Linked DNA regions of Macaca mulatta: region 1 is linked to region 2. Evidence: chromatin contacts called from public Hi-C data. All regions are on one chromosome and are shown on one strand. Each heading gives the region's core, a stretch centred on a gene start, on an enhancer-like site or on the middle of the called end of the contact. The rest is flanking DNA. Distances are from core to core; before and after follow the strand shown. Region 1 holds the start of KDM3A (lysine demethylase 3A). Region 2 holds the start of CHMP3 (charged multivesicular body protein 3).

Region 1 (2,700 bases), core at 157-2,656, 130 kb before region 2:
CATTTTATAAAAGAATTTCCCATCTATGTTCCTAACTATAACTGAACCATAGTTTTTCTTTCTTATACTCTCCCAGTTCAGAATTTGTAAAATGGTTTGGGACTTTTATAAAATGCATTGGATATCTTTCCATCTTTTCTAAGATCAGTAGAATTTTTCCCTTGAGTTGTTTTTCAGATTAATATTTAATTACATTATCTAAGTTCTCCATACCTTCTCTTGTATTTTAAATTTGAGTTGCATACTTCTGAGCTATTTGTCTTCTATTCTGATAACAAATTGTCAAATTTGTAAAATTTCTCATCGTTCATAGCATTAGCTTAGGATAGGCCATGTTTTTAGATTCATAATAGTTCAGAAGACCATATTGTCTTCATGGACTTTATCCTTTAATATGAAATCCTTTCTCTTTTGATACTTTTAATTATATTAATATTGCTATATTGCTTTCATTTGGCTACCATTCGATTAAATATTTTAGCCCAGTATTTTCAAGCTTCCTGTGTTGTAAGAGTTTGCTTACGGCCAATTTATACTGGATTTTCCTTTTAATCCCAATTGTCTGTTTAAACTTGTGAGTGAAATTAACCCATTTATATTTATTGTAAATACTGATGTTTGGACTTACTTTTCACATTAAAAACATTTTTACCATATGTTCCAGTTTCTTTTGCTTATCTCGTTCCCATTCTGCCTTCCGTTCAGCCGGATAAGTTTTTTTTTCATTTAGCAGCTCCCTTCCTTTAAATGGTCTGCAGATTATAAATCCAATTCTTGTGTTATTAACTTTAAAAACTTAAAAGTCAGATTCAGAATATGTATATTGAAAATTAACATCCAGAGTTAATTTGCATCTATAATCCCTTGTATGTTTCCAAACATTCTCTGATTATCCGTTTTCACACTTACAAAATGGAGGCATGAGTTCTTCTTAAGGATTAAATGTGATGTAATGTCAAACACCAGCCTTTATGAACATGTCTTTAATTTCTTTATTCCATTTCTTTTTCAATCAATCAAAATACTTAAGGTCCAGGGCACACAATCACCTCTTAACTGCTTTGTCCTTCAAAGTCACCTTCTCTTTCATCTCTTGCATCATTCATTATGGCCTTCAACTACTTTAAATTTCTTTGCAAGTCTCTGAATACCTTCTCAATCCCCCTTTAGAGAAAAAAAATCCCATTATACATGTATGCAAAGGTCTCTTTTGCTCTAAATTTAATGAACGTCATTATCCAGTAACTCCACGACTTTCTTCATTTATCCTTCAAAATGGCGGACTTCAGACGTTCCACGATCAGCACCACGTGCGCCTGCGCCTCCCGCAGCCATTTCGCCCAGCAGCCTAACCTCTGCGAGGCGCCTGCGCACGAGCCTCCAGCGCACTGTCGCTCCTCCCTCTAGCTGAGTACGCCTGAAACCGCACGTTCTCTTCCCTTCCCTCCCCCGCTGACTCTGCACCGCCCTCACCCTTTCCTGTGAGATTCTTCCGCGAAGTGGAAGGCTCATCTTCGGTCGACAGCCCACGCACTTGAAGAACAATCCAATAGGCACTTATAGCTCAGGATCTCGCCGTTCAGTCTTATCTATGCGCCACGGCAATTTTCCTCTAGGTCCCAAAGTTGATGACCGATTTCGCGGGACTTTTTTTTGCATACCGTGAGGCAACAAATGGAAAGAATGGGTCTGTGGCGGAGGGATCACTGGCTTATTCTCTGTGTACTTTAACCTAATGGGGGTCGCCCGGGAGTCGGAAGGGGGAGGGGGAAAGGGAGGAGGCAGCCAAGGAATTGTTTTTTTCTCTGGCCCCGCCCTCGCCCGGCCGGCCAATGGTGATGATCTGTTTCCCCCGGAGCCTCGCCCAGATCTTGTGTCTCAGCCAATGAGCGGCGGAAGCGGCTCCGAGGGGGCGGGTCCGGGAGGCTGTGCGTGTCTTGTGAGAGCTCTTGAACCAAGTCAGTGCTGGAGTCGCCTGGGCGGCTGGAAACGGCGGCTGCCGCTGGTGACTCAGGGAGGCGGGAGGCGGGGTAAGAGCGCCGCGGCCTCGGCTGCGGGGAGAGGGGGAAGAAAGGTGAAAGCGCTGAGCGCGCGGCCCCGCCGCCCGTTGGCAGCGGCGCAGGCCGGGGGAGACAGGCGCCCGGGGGTCGGGGGCCGGGGAGCTGGGCGCCGGGGCTGGGCGGCGGGGCAAGTGCGGAATCGCGGGCTCGCCCTCCCTCCCCCGCGGGGCCGCCCGGGGCGGGGACCCAGCCGCCAGGGACCGGCGCTGTGCACCGGGGGCCTTTTCTTTTAGGGGCTGAGGGCTGAACACTTTCAAATCCACTCGAGCCGCAGATAATTCTTCTCTCACTCTCTCTGCGTTTGCGTTTGAGCTGTTAGAGAAGCCAAACTTGGGAGAGCGAGGGTCACGCGGCGCTGCGGCCCGGGTGTGTGGCAGGGGAGGGCGCCGGGGAGCGGGAAGGTGCGGGAGGGGGGCTTGGTACGGGTCCGCCCGGGGCCGCGTCCTCGCGCGGGTTCGGCGCCCTCCGCCCGTCCTCCCTGCTGTCTCCGCCCGGCCCCCTCCCACTGGCGGCCCCCGTCGCATTTTGTTTTTGTGTTTTTGCAGGGAGGAGCCCTTCCTGCAGGCGTGGAAACCATGGTGCTCACGCTCGGAGAAAGTTGGCCGGTATTGGTGGGGAAGCGATTTCTCAGTCTGTCCGC
Region 2 (3,001 bases), core at 369-2,868:
AAGGCAATAAATAATCTCTCCCTACCACACTCCTACAATAACAAGAATCTTAGAATATACAGATGTCACAAAATGTGCATCTATATAATGTTCTATAGTTTCCAAAGTGATGTTACACCGTTATTTCATTTAAGCGCCACGATTTCTATTTTACCAAGAGGCAAAACTGAGTAAGTTTCCTGACGAAAATGAGTGCCTACTATTCTAGGGCCTTTGATTAACAACAACAACAAAAAATTTACATTAACGCACATTATGTGCCAGGAATTGCAAGATGCATAAGATTGGTTTTTAAAATGTGCCTGCTAGAGCTGAACAGGTAAGATCATTTATTAAAGGATTTCAGGATTTTTTTTTCCATTATGGACAAACCTAGGTGTGGTAGAGCAGTGCTTCTTAAAGCACTGATGTGCACACCCATCTTAGGGAGCCTGTCAGAATTCAAAATCTGACTCAGTGGGTCTGGAGTCAGTGGGTCTGGAGATTTAACAAGCTCCCAGGTGATGTTGATGCTGCTGGTTGGCACCTGAGTAGCAAGGCTGTGCCGTATTTAAAGAATTAGCCCTAACTACGAATATGAAAACTTTACATCCCTGAATCTTCAATTACTCTGAGATGACACTACTATTATTTTGGCTTGACAGACGAGAAGACTAAGGCACTGAGAAGTGAACTTTCCAGAGATCACAGAGGTGAGATGTGGAAAGGCAGGATTCAAACTTAGGTTGACTGACTGCAGGGAACTTTCAACTGCTTGCCTCCCAATATTATCTCAATTAATAGGTAATGAGAATTCGAAGCTGGGTCCGGAGCTATCTTCTGCAACATCCTTCTGGGTCGAGTCCCTGCCCTGCTATAATATGTAACAAGGGTCAACACAAGGTTGTAGGGCTGGGGAAAGAGGAAACAGTCTCCTTTTCAACACAACGGGGAGGACCGAGAACAGGCGGCAGGTGCCACGCTCCTCCGGCAGACGCGACCCGGCCAGCTCCAAACAACGCTCCGGGCAAGGGAAGGTTCTCCGGCGGGTCCGCAGACGGGCGTGAGGGGTGGGGCCTACGCAGGGAAAAGGTTCCGGGCGGGTCGTACCAACGCGCGCAGGGGGAAGGGGTTTCCAAGGCCAGGACGGTGTCGCTGCCTACGCGCTCGGTGGCGAGGTGAAGAAACTCTTCATCCACCCCTCGGCTACCTGGTAGAGAGTGGCACCAGGAGCTCTCGCTCCCCAAAGCCAACTCCTAAAGACTCTTCCTCCGGGCCCCCCAGTCGAGTGGGAGGCCCCGGAAATGGGGGCCGGTCGGTATCGGGCAGGCGGTGGGGAGAAGAGTGTCCTGTCAATTACCAACTCCAGTTCGCCCCACACAGATCCACCCGCTTATCTGCCGCCGCCGTAGCCCTTACCAGTTCTTTGGGCGGCTTCTCCTGAGTTTTTCCAAACAGCCCCATGACGAACTGAACCCGTCTTGCCCCTTCCGGCTTTCCGTTCCCCGCGCCCAGGCAGGTCACGGGCAGCCGCCGGGGCGGGGCCCACGGAGAGGGAGGTAGTGCCGACGCCCAGAGTAGGGAGCGGCCGCAGTAGAGGATGGTGCGCATGCGCGGTACGCATGCGCAGAATTGAGTGAGTGGGATACTAGTCAACAAGGCTGACGTCATTGCGCATGTTCTGGGCGTGTCTGTGTAGGGGAGACCACGGATTCGGTGTTTTTCGTGGGGTGTAGAAATGATTGCTCTGAAAGATACGAATGTGTTGACTATAACTGCTTCTGATACTTCACCTAAACCTAGATGTTGCACCAGAAGTCTGGATCTCCACGCAGACGTGTACACTTACCATCACTTTCCCGACAGCTTCGTCTTTGTGTCCAGTAGGCGACTCACAGGTGACAAACCAAAAATGGCCTCTTTTTCCTCCCGCCAACCCACTCCTCCCGTCTGCTTGCACCACCATCACCTGGTCGCTAAACCCTAGGCGTCCTCCTCTCTCCCCTCCTACCAACTCCCAACCATTCTAACTTCAGCCCTCTCCTTTCCATCCCAACTGCGGTAGTTTTTGTTCAGGCCATCGCCCTTTACAGCGTGGGCGATTCCTGCCTAGCATTTGTCCATGTGTGTGCCGTCCTACACGCCACACCGACCGTGAGCCTAATCACACTCTCAAAGGAGTCTGACTAAAGAGAACTAGACACATTTTAGCACGGACAGTCCCTGATTAGGCCTATACGGTGAGCTGATGGTTACTGTCATTACCTCATCGAAGATGGTGAAGGGACCATTTGTTACCTCAGCCCCATACTCCTGTCTCTGGTGGAATCATAAAATGGGTTCGGCAGCTTTGAAAACATTTTGGCAATTTCTTAAAATGCTAAACAAAGCCAGCCTTCCATTCCTAGCTATTTACCCAAGAGGGAAAAAAGCATACGTTCTTACAAAGACTTGTACACAAATGCTCATAGCAGCTCTATTTGTAATAGCCGTAAACTGGAAACAATCCAAATGTCTATCAACAAGAGAATGGATAAACCAGTTGTGATTGATCCATACGGAGGAATAGTACTGAGCAATAAAAAAGAGTAAACTGTTTATAAATGCAACAGCATGGATGAATCTCAAAATAATTCTGCCAACCGAAAGAAGCCAGAATCGTGTGATTCCATTTATATAACATTCTGGAAAATGCAAACTAATACGTAGTGACAGAAAGTACATTGGCGGTTGCTAGCGGATAGGAGTGGGGTCGGAAAGGAGCAGAAAAGAGGGGTTACAAAGAGACACGAAGTTTAGGGGGATGATGGATAATATCTTGATTGTGATGATGGTTTCGCAGATGTATACAATATCAAAACTTAACAGGTTGGACACTAAGTATGTGCAATTTATTTTATGTCCATCATACTTCAATAAAGTTCTCTTTAAAAAAGCACTACCTGTTCATTGTGAAAAGTTAAACCCGCATTCTCACTTCCTCAGGGGAAAAGGTCTCAAAGGATTCACACCAACTATTAAA

Evidence for each region. Hi-C and Micro-C count contacts between places; a contact is called where the count stands out from the background.
Region 1: a Hi-C map of liver shows a contact between it and region 2, with 3 times the contacts expected there. The contact joins the promoter of KDM3A here to the promoter of CHMP3 in region 2. A contact is called at or near these places in 3 of 14 Hi-C or Micro-C datasets (cortical neurons, fetal cortex germinal zone and liver).

What each region holds. Positions count from the first base shown.
Region 1 is chr13:37,952,322-37,955,021 of T2T-MMU8v2.0, reverse strand. KDM3A (lysine demethylase 3A) reads left to right here and starts at 1,406. Exons shown (of 26, transcript XM_077959077.1): 1 at 1,406-1,687; 2 at 2,606-2,700. The coding sequence starts at 2,636.
Region 2 is chr13:37,825,709-37,828,709 of T2T-MMU8v2.0, reverse strand. CHMP3 (charged multivesicular body protein 3) reads right to left here and starts at 1,618. Exons shown (of 4, transcript XM_077959079.1): 1 at 1,399-1,618. The coding sequence starts at 1,603.